Regions from separate parts of the Sus scrofa genome. Here region 2 is linked to region 1. A link is a contact called in public Hi-C data. All regions are on one chromosome and are shown on one strand. Each heading gives the region's core, a stretch centred on a gene start, on an enhancer-like site or on the middle of the called end of the contact. The rest is flanking DNA. Distances are from core to core; before and after follow the strand shown. Region 1 has its middle 34 kb from the start of KLHL29. Region 2 has its middle 180 kb from the start of KLHL29.

What was found. Hi-C and Micro-C count contacts between places; a contact is called where the count stands out from the background.
Region 2: a contact with region 1 is called in a Hi-C map of skeletal muscle, with 5 times the contacts expected there. The contact joins two enhancer-like sites. A contact is called at or near these places in 1 of 47 Hi-C or Micro-C datasets (skeletal muscle) and 1 of 2 datasets of contacts at active chromatin or transcription factors (skeletal muscle).

Annotation. Positions count from the first base shown.
Region 1 is chr3:114,968,752-114,974,505 of Sscrofa11.1, reverse strand. No RefSeq gene overlaps it. Among named protein-coding and RNA genes, the nearest start is that of KLHL29, 34 kb to the right of the region's middle. Within about 2 kb of position 2,510, at least 4 of the 83 cell types and tissues checked have an H3K27ac peak or open chromatin away from gene starts, as enhancers often do. A contact at or near this core is called in skeletal muscle, where this site is marked.
Region 2 is chr3:115,115,467-115,121,220 of Sscrofa11.1, reverse strand. No RefSeq gene overlaps it. Among named protein-coding and RNA genes, the nearest start is that of KLHL29, 180 kb to the right of the region's middle. Within about 2 kb of position 2,765, at least 2 of the 83 cell types and tissues checked have an H3K27ac peak or open chromatin away from gene starts, as enhancers often do. A contact at or near this core is called in skeletal muscle, where this site is marked.

The DNA of each region.
Region 1 (5,754 bases), core at 1,261-3,760:
ACCAAGGGGGAAAATGAGCCCAGCCTCTTTGCGAGGTGCCGCTGCGTACGTGTTCCTGCGAGGTGCTTCCTTCCACATGTTGGTCACATGGAGCTTCTCTGGGTTCACCCACAGCCTTCCACTGAGGGTGTCCCCTGAAGGTCCTAGTCTCCTCTCCCATTCTGCAGTGAGTGGGTGTGTGGGTGTGTGTGTGTGTGTGTGTGTGTGTGTGTGTGTATGCCTCTTGAGGGGGTATACCACATTATCCGTGAGGTTTTCAGAGTGGGGCTGGGATAAGAGCAAAGAGGAAATTTGTTCCCGCATATCAGCTGGAGCACGGCCCAAGCTGGAGGTTGGTGACACCGAAATAATTGGAGGTAAGAGCTGTGAGGCCATTAAGATAAATTTTTGACATAAAAATGTAGGCTGGTTCATAAAAGGTTGCAGTGACAATAGGTTATAGTGACAGCTTTTCAACAACTGTATAAGTCTCCAGATGGAAGGGACTTCAGCCTAATGAATTATGGACCGTCTGGACAACACAGTATCCTTTTATAGGCACAGATCTAAGGGAAGGATAAAGTTATTCAGACTGGCCCATATTAAATAGCATTGTTGTTAAAACATGGAGTGGAGAAAGAGTGAAAGGATTTGAGGCTGAAAGACTCAGCTACTGAAGCAGAAGTCCTTGGTCTTCCAGACCGGGTGTTCGTGGCTCTGTTCTCTGGACTAATGAGCATCTTTGTCCCAGGATCCCAAGCCGGTGTCCACGCTTACCTGGAGGGCTCCTGGACCTTCCTGGGTAGGGAGTGTCCTTCCTCCACCAGCTCAGCTTTTACAGTTTCGCCCTTTTGATGGCATGACCGCCACTGACTCCTGGATGAGACCTTCTTAAAATGCAGTGTTCTCTGGATGAGAGATTCCTGCCAGAAAGAAGGGCGCTCAAGGAAGGCGTGGACTCGCTCAGCCTGGGAGATGGGAAAAGACCTGGCTCACCCAGAACCTCCTGGCCAGAGTCTGCTCTGGGCCCCTATCACATTCTTGTCCCAGAGTCAGAGAGCAGAAGAGGCCACCTCTGACCCTGTCCACCTTGACTAGCTAAGAATAACAGCAGCCACGACAGCCATCATTCCTGCCTGCTTGTGGCATATCTGAGCACTCTGCGTCATCTCATTGAAGTCTCACAGCAACCCTGTAAGTCCTCTTATTCCCACTTCACAGATCATAAAACTAAGGCCTGGGGACAGAAATCTGTGGTTAGGTAATATTCAGACTCTTTGGAATTTAAATCTGGATGTGTCTAACCTCCAATGACCTCCAAGTCTGGGCTCCAGACCCCTCCCCTGTACTGTACCAACCCCATAAATATTCACGTGCTCGAAAACTAGACCAAAAAAAGCACCATTAAAAAGGGAGACGAGCTTGTAAACGCCTGCAAGGGCTATTGAGAGGCTCAGCAAGCGGGGATGCAAGACTGGCTAGGCTGCTAAAATTCGCACACATTTTAAATGGGCTTTGGTTGGGAGGAAAGCATCCTTGATAGAAAAATGTCTGAGTTCAGTAATTTCACTCTGGGTGTGTGAATTTAGATTAATAATTTGCTAATGGCAGTTAAATGAGATGAAGTAATTTACGTGGCTATAAGGGAGCAAAGTTCCACACTGGAACAGGCATATAATTTCAAGCCTCTGCTTTCCACAGGGAAGCACTGGCGGGTCTGGGGTCTTATTAAACCATGCTGTGTTTGTCAGTGACACCCTCAGATAAGGGCAAACCCTTTAGGGAACCAGCTCAGTCCCTGGGGCGGTTGCAGGGGGGTGGGATTTAGGATGGAGCCAGGCTCTAGGAGAGCTAAGCTGTCTTCCCCATCTCACTGCCATCTCCTTCCAGCTTCTACAGTCTGGAATAAGAACAAATTCCTTTAGGCAAAACCACCGGGGCTGAGATGCCCAGTAAAAAACATGAGTGCAACTCTGCCTTAGTCAGTTCTGGTTTCTATAACAAATATACCCTGGACCAAGTGGCTTATAAACAAGAGATGTTTATCTCTCACAGTTCTGGGAACTGAAAGTCCAAGATCAAGGTGCCAGCTTGGCTGAGGTTGGATGAGGGCTGTCTTCCAGCTTCCAGACTGTCCACCTTTTATTGTGCCTTCTCACGGCAGAGAGAGGGCTAGAGTGCTCTCTCGGTTCACTTTAATGAGGGCACTAACCCCATGCATGAGGGCCCCACCCTCATAACCCAATTACCTCCCCAAAGCCCCACCTCCTAATAGCATCACATGGTGGGTTAGGATTTCAACATATGAATGTGGGTCCGTAACAACCCACCCACTGAAAAAGGCATCTCTGGCTTTCAGGGTCTCAGGCTAGCCCCCCACTCTGCCCAGTTGGTCTTGTCTGATGACTTTTTCATGTTGTCTTCAGGGATTTCCACCCCAAATCCTAGCACGCCATTTGTTTACGCTCTGATCTCTTATGGGCCACACCAGAAACACCCGAGCCTCCCCGGTGTGGGACATACAAGGGGCTCAGATGACAGCTACTGCTTCAGTGTCACCCAGAGAAGAAAGCCCTGGAGGCTCTGGGTCCAGAGGAGGGTAAATGGCCAGGCTGAGGTGGGGGGGACAGAGCCCGTGGCCATGGCATCACTGCCCTAGAGACACCCACTCACACAGGGGCCAGGGGGCAACAGCAAGTGTTCCCGAGGGTGTCCATGGTCCCCAGAACCTTTGACAGGCACCGGCTGTCCACTCCCTAGGGCCCCTCTGGACCATGCCTGGTTTCCGCAGGATTTGGAGACAACCGGAAGGCAGGACCTCTTCCCCCTGTCAAATAAGGGGCTTAGCGTGCTGGACAGTTGGATGTGACACCATCCCTGTGCCTCCCAGAGCATCTCCTGAGTCATCTGCCCATCCTCCCACCACAGGCCTGTCCAGGGCAGGCGTGTTGAGTTACCCTTTCTCCTTGGGCTTTTCTTAGTAACAGCGCTGGCTACAGAGGCCGCGCAGGGCCCTCCTGGAGACATTCTGTCCTGGTCAGTCCCAAGGCTGACCCTGAGTCAGCGTGACCACCCCACCCGGGGGAGCCTTCTCCCCACCTGCCCAGGGTCCTGGGTGAGGTCAGTGGAGCATCTTTGGCAAGCCACAGGGGTCAGGAAGGCCACAGCCATGGGCTATAAGCCAGGGACTGTCCCTCCCAACCAAGGGACAGCTCCAGGCAACTGTTCTAAGACAAGATGCTTGTTCAGGAGTTCCTGTCATGGCTCGGGGGTAACAAACCCAACTAGTATCCACAAGGATGCAGGTTGATCCCTGGCCTTGTTCGGTGGGTTAAGGATCTGGTGTTGCCGTGAGCTGCGGTATAGGTCGCAGACACGGCTCAGATCCCATGTTGCTGTAGCTGTGATGTAGGCCAGCAGCTGTCACTCTGATTTGACCCCTAGCCTGGGAACTGCCATATGCCACAGGTGCAGCCCTAAAAAGGAAAAAAAAAAAATGCTTTAATTAAAAAAATAAAAGATGCTTGTTTAAACTTGGGTCCTTTCTCCAGAGGGTCTGATTTCTGGAGGAGGGTGGGACTGGATCTCAGGAGCTATCTCAGCCCGGCCCTTGGGGACAGCACCCCACTAACTGAGCAAGATCAGAACGTGGGAAGGTCTGCCGTCCTGGGCCAGCTTGAAGTGGCCAGCCATCCTGCAGCTCATAGACCCCTGATTTCTCAGGAAACAACGTCACAACACTTGCCAATGGGCAAATGAGACACTGAATTTGGACATCCGCCCTCTGTGCTCCACTGGGTACTGGGCAATCGGGGGTGAGGTGGTGGGTCAGGATGGCACCTCATCTCAGGGTAGGACAATGTCAGGGCAGTGATTCCCTCACCAGGGATGGGGGGGAAGAGAAGCAAGGATTTAAGAAAGCAGGTCAAGGGTCAGAAGTCAAGTTGGATGGGATCTTAGAACCTAGAACCTGGAGAACGTCCCCCCCACCCCACTCCCCACGGGAGTCCTGGTGCCTGCTGTATACATCTGGGGGTGATTTGGGCCCAAAAAGGCAGGCAGAAGTGGGCCTCAACCCACAAGCTCCATTCATCCCTCGGGGTTAGCTGGACTCCCACCCTCAACGGGCAGTCAAGGAGCTTCCTGGGTCAGGAGTCGTGGCTGGGATGGAGGGATCAGGACAGGTGTGCATGCCCCCAAAGACCCAGCCTGGCCCTACGCTGTTGGCATCTCGGGAGACCTCTGGCTGGCCCTGAACTCTTGTGTCTCAGGACGAAAATCTGAGGCTCCAGGGCTGAAGGAGCCTCGGGGTCTCCACCCAGCCCCTGGGCTCACGGGTGGGCTCCAAGGCCCAGGCCTTTTCAAAGGACTTGGGTGCTTGGAAGAGTAACCCCAGGCCGGTTTTCTGAAAGAGGCTGTTGGAGGAGGTGCGGCCAGGGAAGTACATCCTTTCTGATGCTGGGAAAGCCTGTGAACACACTTGTGTCCACACCCCAGCCCCTGTCCAGCTCCAGGGATCAGCTGCCCAACTGGGGACCCCAGTGGAGTCATTATCAAAGGCTCTGATGCAGCTGCATTCAGGGTCCAGGGGAAGAGGAGCCTGTACTCAGCTCATCACAGAGCTCAGGCAGGATCTTGTGGGCCCCCAAGTTGTCCAGCTTTGCACCCATGTCCTGCGCAGAGGTGCCCAGATGTGTGATGAGGTGGCCACAGCACCATGAAGTCAGTTCCACAGAACTAGGCTTGGTGCCTGGTGGACAGTCCTATTGTGGGCCTGGCCCTCTGTGCCCAGGGGCTGGGGAGGGCCTAGCAGAGCCCCTGTTTCTACCCAGAGTGTGGCATCTGGACCCAAGACCATTAGACAGCTGGCAGAGCATTCCACCTCCCCGTAACTGAGGCAGTTGCTGCTGGTTACAAGGCCTGCTGATAAGTGGTCCCACTGGGACGTGGGTGTCACCAGAGGAAAGGATTGACCATGATGAAAGTGGCAGATTTCCTGGGAGACAGTGTCCCTTCCAGGCAGCAGCAGGAGCCCTGAAGCTGGACACTGAGAGCTTTTCCTTCTGGTTCTGACACAGAATGTGCCCTGAGGATACATGCCCCTGGAGCACTGGGTGCTCTTCTGAACAATGGAAAGACCAAGTCACTTTGGGTCATTTGAGTTCTGGGTCGGGGCTGGGGGGCCCAGGGGGTAGGGAGGAAGAAGTCACGAGAACAGAAAAAAGGCCTTGAAAATATGCACAATTCCACCCCACCCTCTGAAATTACAGAGGCTCTGTTCCTTAAAGCTGCTCCTTCCAACCCCTCCCCCACACATTTTCTTCTCTGCTCCTTGGCTGGTTGTGGGCATAGGAGGTCCCATCCTGACTCAGCTCCCTGCCCTCATCTAGGGCTGCAGCCAAAGCCTGAAAGCAGTTGTCCCCTCAGCCATTTGTAGAGCCCGGAGCCAGGAAGCTCCTACAGACAGTCAGCTGAGGGTTCTGCCCTGTCGGCTGGAATCAAACCTGATCCAGCCTGACCTGACTTCCTTCCTCCATAAGACCCTGGAGTAAGTCCTCAACTGCTTGGAGGACAACATGGCCCTGTATCTTGTTGGGCAACTTCCATGCTGCGCTGTGCCCCTAATGGAGGAGGCCCCGAGGGGTCGAGGCTTCAAGCCCTCACCCTGCATAGAAGTCAGTTTTGGTCCTGTTTTCAGAACATGTAAATCCTTACCAATTAAAGTGCAAATTGACACAAATCCTAGCCTCTGGGCCTGAAAGAAAGAGGGAATCT
Region 2 (5,754 bases), core at 1,516-4,015, 150 kb before region 1:
GGTGACACTGCCCTCTTCTCGTCCAGACATGTCTTCCTTGGATGTCTGGTCTTCCTATTCTTTTCAGTGTTTGAAAAGAGAAAATAGCTTTGCTGGAGTCATGGCTTGGGAAGTGTCTGCATTTGTTGCATTCAGTCAAGCGTCCTTGCAAATATAAAAAATCGCACATCAGCCTGCCATGTCTTCCAAATACTGACAACAGCCTTGGTTCAGACCCAGCTGAACCTTCGTGGCCGGCCGTGCTCCCTTCAGTGTCAGCACTTAGGCCATTTTATTCCTTATGCACAGACCCACCTCCCTTATCTAAAAATCTGAACTAGGAAAAGCTCTGGAAACAAGAAACCGTTTGACAGCAAAACCTGACCTAAACTGACATGAGACCACTTAGAGCCCTTATTTATCCCAGTAAAGGTAAATATTCATACTTTTACTATGGAAATATTAGTAAGTCTGATTCTCCGGTGCTGTTCCAGAACCCCCTGGAAGCATCATGATGTATGACATTCATATTTTTGAATTGCAAAGCAGATCTGGTCCCGGGGACCTGGGACAAGAGATCATGAACCTGTATAATACCAGCAGCTCAGGAAGTTCCCGTTGTGGCTCAGCCGTATTGAACCTGACCAGTATCCATGAGGATGTGGGTTCGATCCCTGACCTTGCTCAGTGGATTAAGGATCCAGCATTGCCGTGAGCCATGGTATAGTTCACAGACGTGGGTCGGATCTGGTGTTGCTGTGGCTGAAGCGGAAGCCGGCAGCTGTAGCTCCAATTCGGCCCCTAGCCTGGGAATTTCCATATGCCAAGGGTGCGGCCCTAAAAAGAAAAAAAAAAAAAAAGCAGCAGCAGCTCAAGATGCCTGTAATTTTACTCCATGTGACTGACAAGGTAATTCATGCAGAGAAGTGACCCATGCCACAAAGAGTGAAAATATATGTTGCCCAAGACTTGGAAAACATCCAAACCCAATGAGTATACTAACAGCTCTCCTCCCTGGAAGAGCCGCCAGACATGCATGCGGTCCGGAGGAAGGTCCTCAAATCAGAATGTAACTGGACATCTTGCAGTTCTTATAATTTGTCAACACTGGATGCCCTGACACCAGCGAGTTTCTAGAAATCTAATGATAATAAGATTTTAAATGCGTTTCGCGTGCCAGACACTGCTCTACTTGCCTAGTATGGATTATCTAACCAAATCCTCAGGACAGCCCTTTGGGGCATAAAATATCACCATCCCTTTACAGATGAGGAAACTGAGGCCCAGAGAGATTAACCCCTATTATAGATCAGAAGCCAGAAAACAGAAACCTCTGGCCATTTAAGCAGAGATTACCAGAGAGGATTGGGAGTTTCCAAAATCATGAGAAGAGCAGGATCTAGCTCTGCCTCCAAGAGTGATTCCTAATACACACTGCAGAATGAACCACCAGGGCTGCTGCTTCCACAGGTGGGAAGGGTGGGAGTCAGGACCCCCGCTCTGGGAGCTCTTGACCTCAGGAACACCCGCCTTGGCTGCCGTCCAGGGACCAGGAGACGTCACCAAGTCTGGTCACGTCTGCAACGTGGATACTCTGTTTCCCATGTACCCACAAAGCTGGTGACTGGTCTCACCTCTGCTTGGCAGGAGAACAGCAGAATTACAGCCAGATGGCCCCCACCTCATTTCCTTGGCTTCTTAGATCGTATACAAGCACATCTGCTTGGTACACCCTAAAGTACACCTAGATCTCTGGAGGTGCAAGGGAATAGCTTTCTTGACTTTGAAATACAGGAAGGCACGTCAGGAGGAAGGCGGAATGAATGTTGGTTGAGCCAGTCTATGGTTTCATGCATTAACTAATTTCCTAAAGATGACACAAGAGGTGGGGTGACCAGGATTTGAAGCCAGACTGTCTGGCTCCAGAGTCTAAGCTCTGTAAATTCTCCCGCCTCTCCATGAGCTCATGCCTGGCCTGGCTGGTCCCCATGACATGTCCTCACTGTGCTCTCTTCCTGCAGCCTGTCTACAACTGGTCCATGCGTCTGTATGATCCAAGGGGGGCCTTTCAAGCTAGACTCTGGATTTGGGTTGGGGAGGAGGCGGTGCTGAGATTGAGGATCTTCATCTACCTAGGATTATCTCCATCTCTTGACTAGCTCATAAACCAGTTGCATATTGACCCAACAGTGCTATGCACCAAGCCACCAGAAAATTCAGTGACTTGAGACAATAAAGGTCTAGTGTTCATCTAGTCCGAAGGCTGACTGGTTCTGGTCTTAGGCAGGTTCGTTCGTGTCCCTGTGGTCAGCTGCAGGTTGGTGGCTCTGTTATCTTGGCCAGCCCCTCTCAGGCTTGCTTTTGGCTGACAGGTCTCTGGCTGCATAGGCTGGTCTCTCATCCTCCAGCAAGTCCGGCCAGCAGGTTCTGATAGCGGTTCTTGAGACATGAGAGGGGGAGTGGAAATGTACATATACTTTTCCAAACCAAGTCCCACGGTCAAGCTCAGGGTCATGGTGCAGAGGGTACTACAGAGTTCCAGGGCGAAAGGTATGGATACAGGGTGGCCACTGGTTGGGGCCATCAACCTTAGGCACCGTATTTAACGTCTCGGAGGAGCCTTTGCACCTGGATGCCATAGAAAGCACTGCTTAGATGGGAGGCGTGGCGGGCCAGGCCTTCTGAACCCACAGCATCCAATCTAATGCAGGATTCAGCCCCCGGGGACCATCCCCCAAGGCCGGGCATCAACTAAACCACCTGTCGTTTTGGCTGATTTGGGTCGGCACTCAGGCCAGACTTGCCGGCTGACTCAGAGACACAGCCCTTAACTCACAGAGCCTCCGCTGCTCTGCAAAGACAGTCTTTTGACATCTCAAGCGGCAAGTCTGCTCACTCGCCAATTAAAAGGCTCCCGTCCTCCAAGTGACAAACACCAGGGAAAACAGTTCTGTGGTTCAGAACACAAATGGGGAGAACACGAGCGAGGTGATCATGAATCAAGCGCTGGCCTTGTCCTTGGGCTTTCATCCTGCTTCTCAGTGACACAGCCAGACTCTCCCAAGACTCCCCGGGTCACGCCAGCCACTCTGCCCGCGCTGCAGGATCATGTGAAGGGTCAGGGTTGTTTTTCCGTAGCTTAGATTTCGGCGGGCAGACCTTACGTTTTCTTAATCCATATTTAATCACCTGATGAGGCTGCCTGGTGGCTGGGCTGCGAGCACAGAGCAGGGACCGAGGGCCCTTCAGCTCCCCTTCTCTGTAGGACAGAGGGGCTGCTCCTGCCCCGGGCCTGAGGGTCAGATAGCAGCCGGGATGCTAGAAAATACTAGGGAAAACATGTCCTTCCCACTTTTTCCACTGAGTCCATGTCCCTTTGAAACAACGTTGAATAGCATTGAGAACTTTGTCTAGATACTCATGTTGCAACAGAACAAAGGGTGGGGGAAAAAATGTAATTGTAATGTATACATGTAAGGATAACCTGACCCCCTTGCTGTACAGTGGGAAAATAAAAAAATTTTAAAAAAAGAAACAACGTTGAATGGCCTCCCAGACCCCCAGTGAAGACAGAGTTGTATATTTTCTGTTTTGCTTCTCAAGGAATTAATTTTAACTAAGTTAAAAAAATTCACAGCTTTATTGAGATAAAACTCACATCCCTTGCAATTCACCCATTTAAGGTGTACAGTTTGTGTTTGTTAGTATATTCCCAGGCATGTGAAACCGTCACCACAGTCAATATTTTCATCCCCTGATGGGAGTTCCCGTCGTGGCGCAGTGGTTAATGAATCCGACTAGGAACCATGAGGTTGCAGGTTCGATCCCTGGCCTTGCTCAGGGGGTTAAGGATCCGGTGTTTCCATGAGCTAAGGTGTAGGTTGCAGACACTGCTCGGATCCCGCGTTGCTGTGGCTCTGGTGTAGGCTGGCAGCTACAGCTCCGATTAGACCCCTAGCCTGGGAACCTCCATATGCCTCGGGAGTAGCCCTAGAAAAGGCAAAACAGACCAAAAAAAAATTTTTTTTCATCACCTGAAAAAGAAACCCAAGAGTTCCCATCATGACTCAGCAGTTAATGAACCTGACTAGGATCCATGAGGATTCAGGTTTGATCCCTGACCTCACTCAGTGGGTTAAGGATCCAGTGTTGCCGTGAGCTGTGGTGTAGGTCACAGACGCGGCTCGGATCTGGTGTGGCTGTGGAATAGGCCGGCGGCTATAGCTCCAATTAGACCCCTAGCCTGGGAACCTCTATATGCCTCACTTTCAGCCCTAAAAAGGAAAAAGGAAAAAGAAACCCATACCCATTAGCAGTCATTCCTCGTTCCCCCTCCCCGCAACCCCTGACCACCACTGATCTACTTTGTGTCTCTCTGGATTTCCTTATTCTGGACATATCAGTGAATGGAGTCAGGTAATATGTGGTCTTTTGTGACTGGATTTTTTTCATTTAGCTTAAACCAAGGAAATTTTTTCAGGTTGCCTTTTTGAAGGCAAATGGGTAGGTTTGAATCCAGACTCCACAGCCCACAGACTGTGTGGGTTTAGGGAAATGACTTGACCTCTCTGAGCCTCAGTTTCCCTGTCTTCATACAGGCAGGGTTCCTGTGTTAACACACGTAAAGGCCTGGAGCTGTGCGTGGGACACGGACTTTGAGAAACGTAGTTTTCACCATCTTCCTTGTCCTGGCTGTCCCCAAAGACCTTGCCAGCTCTGTCTGGGAGGCCCCACCACTCTGTTTTCTTTCCCTCGGCAAACATGCACCACAGTCTGCACGACTCTCCCCACAGGGGCTGCACCTGTGGCCCAGCCGAGGGTCACGTGCCTGCACCTTGCAAATCCTCACCCAAGTGGATGGGCTCCTACACTCCCCCCAGCTCTTGCCAAGGAGTTCGACGGCCCCTCTCCGGGCTCTGAGGTTCAAGACAGCTCTGGGAATGTCCCCTGCAGGGCCTCCCCTTTGTGTCCTCCGTCTTCCCACTCTGAGGTTGAGAAAGGGCACCCATACCCACAGCCCCGGGTAGGAAGGAACTGCTCTCCCTTTGCGCCTACTTGCCGACTCGTTAGCATGGATGTTATTAACTGTAAAATGACACAGTTAGAAAGGGCACAGGATACAATAAAGGGAAAGAGATCCCTCAAGCCTGAGATACTTACTGACTTCTTCTGGGGTCTTGTTCCTTCCATCTCCAGGAGGGTAGAATTTCGTGAGACCCCGTGGGCTTTACTGGGGAGACTGAGAAGAACGATTTCCCCCACCCCAGGGTGCTAGGGTGGCCCTTCTGTGTACCCACCCTGTTTACACCGGGACCGTGGTTTCTTTGTGCCATTTTATATCTTTTTCCATGTCTGGGTTTGCCTCCCCTGAGAGCCTGTAAACTTCTAAAGAACAAATACTGTGTCGTCTCCTTTGATAAGAGCCTGTGTTTCATGGGAAAAAAAAAATAAGTAAAATTTGTTAAATATTTTTTAGCTATGCATACAACATACTCTTATTGATGTAAGGATCTGGTGTCTCCGGAAATTGTCTAGCAAACACTTCCCCGCCCTCATGTCCACCCAGCGGTGTCTTTTGTCCTGGGAACCGTGCGGGCTGTGTAGGATGACAGGAAGATGCATCAGGGGCCGGCCTAAGACCGAGAGGCGGGATTTTTCCTAAGCTTCAGGATTTTGTTTGCCTATCCTGCATCTTCCATGTTGAGACTTTTCAGAAATACTGTTGAAAATTAAAGTTTCCTCCCTGCCATATGGGAACCCTGGGAGAAGAACCCA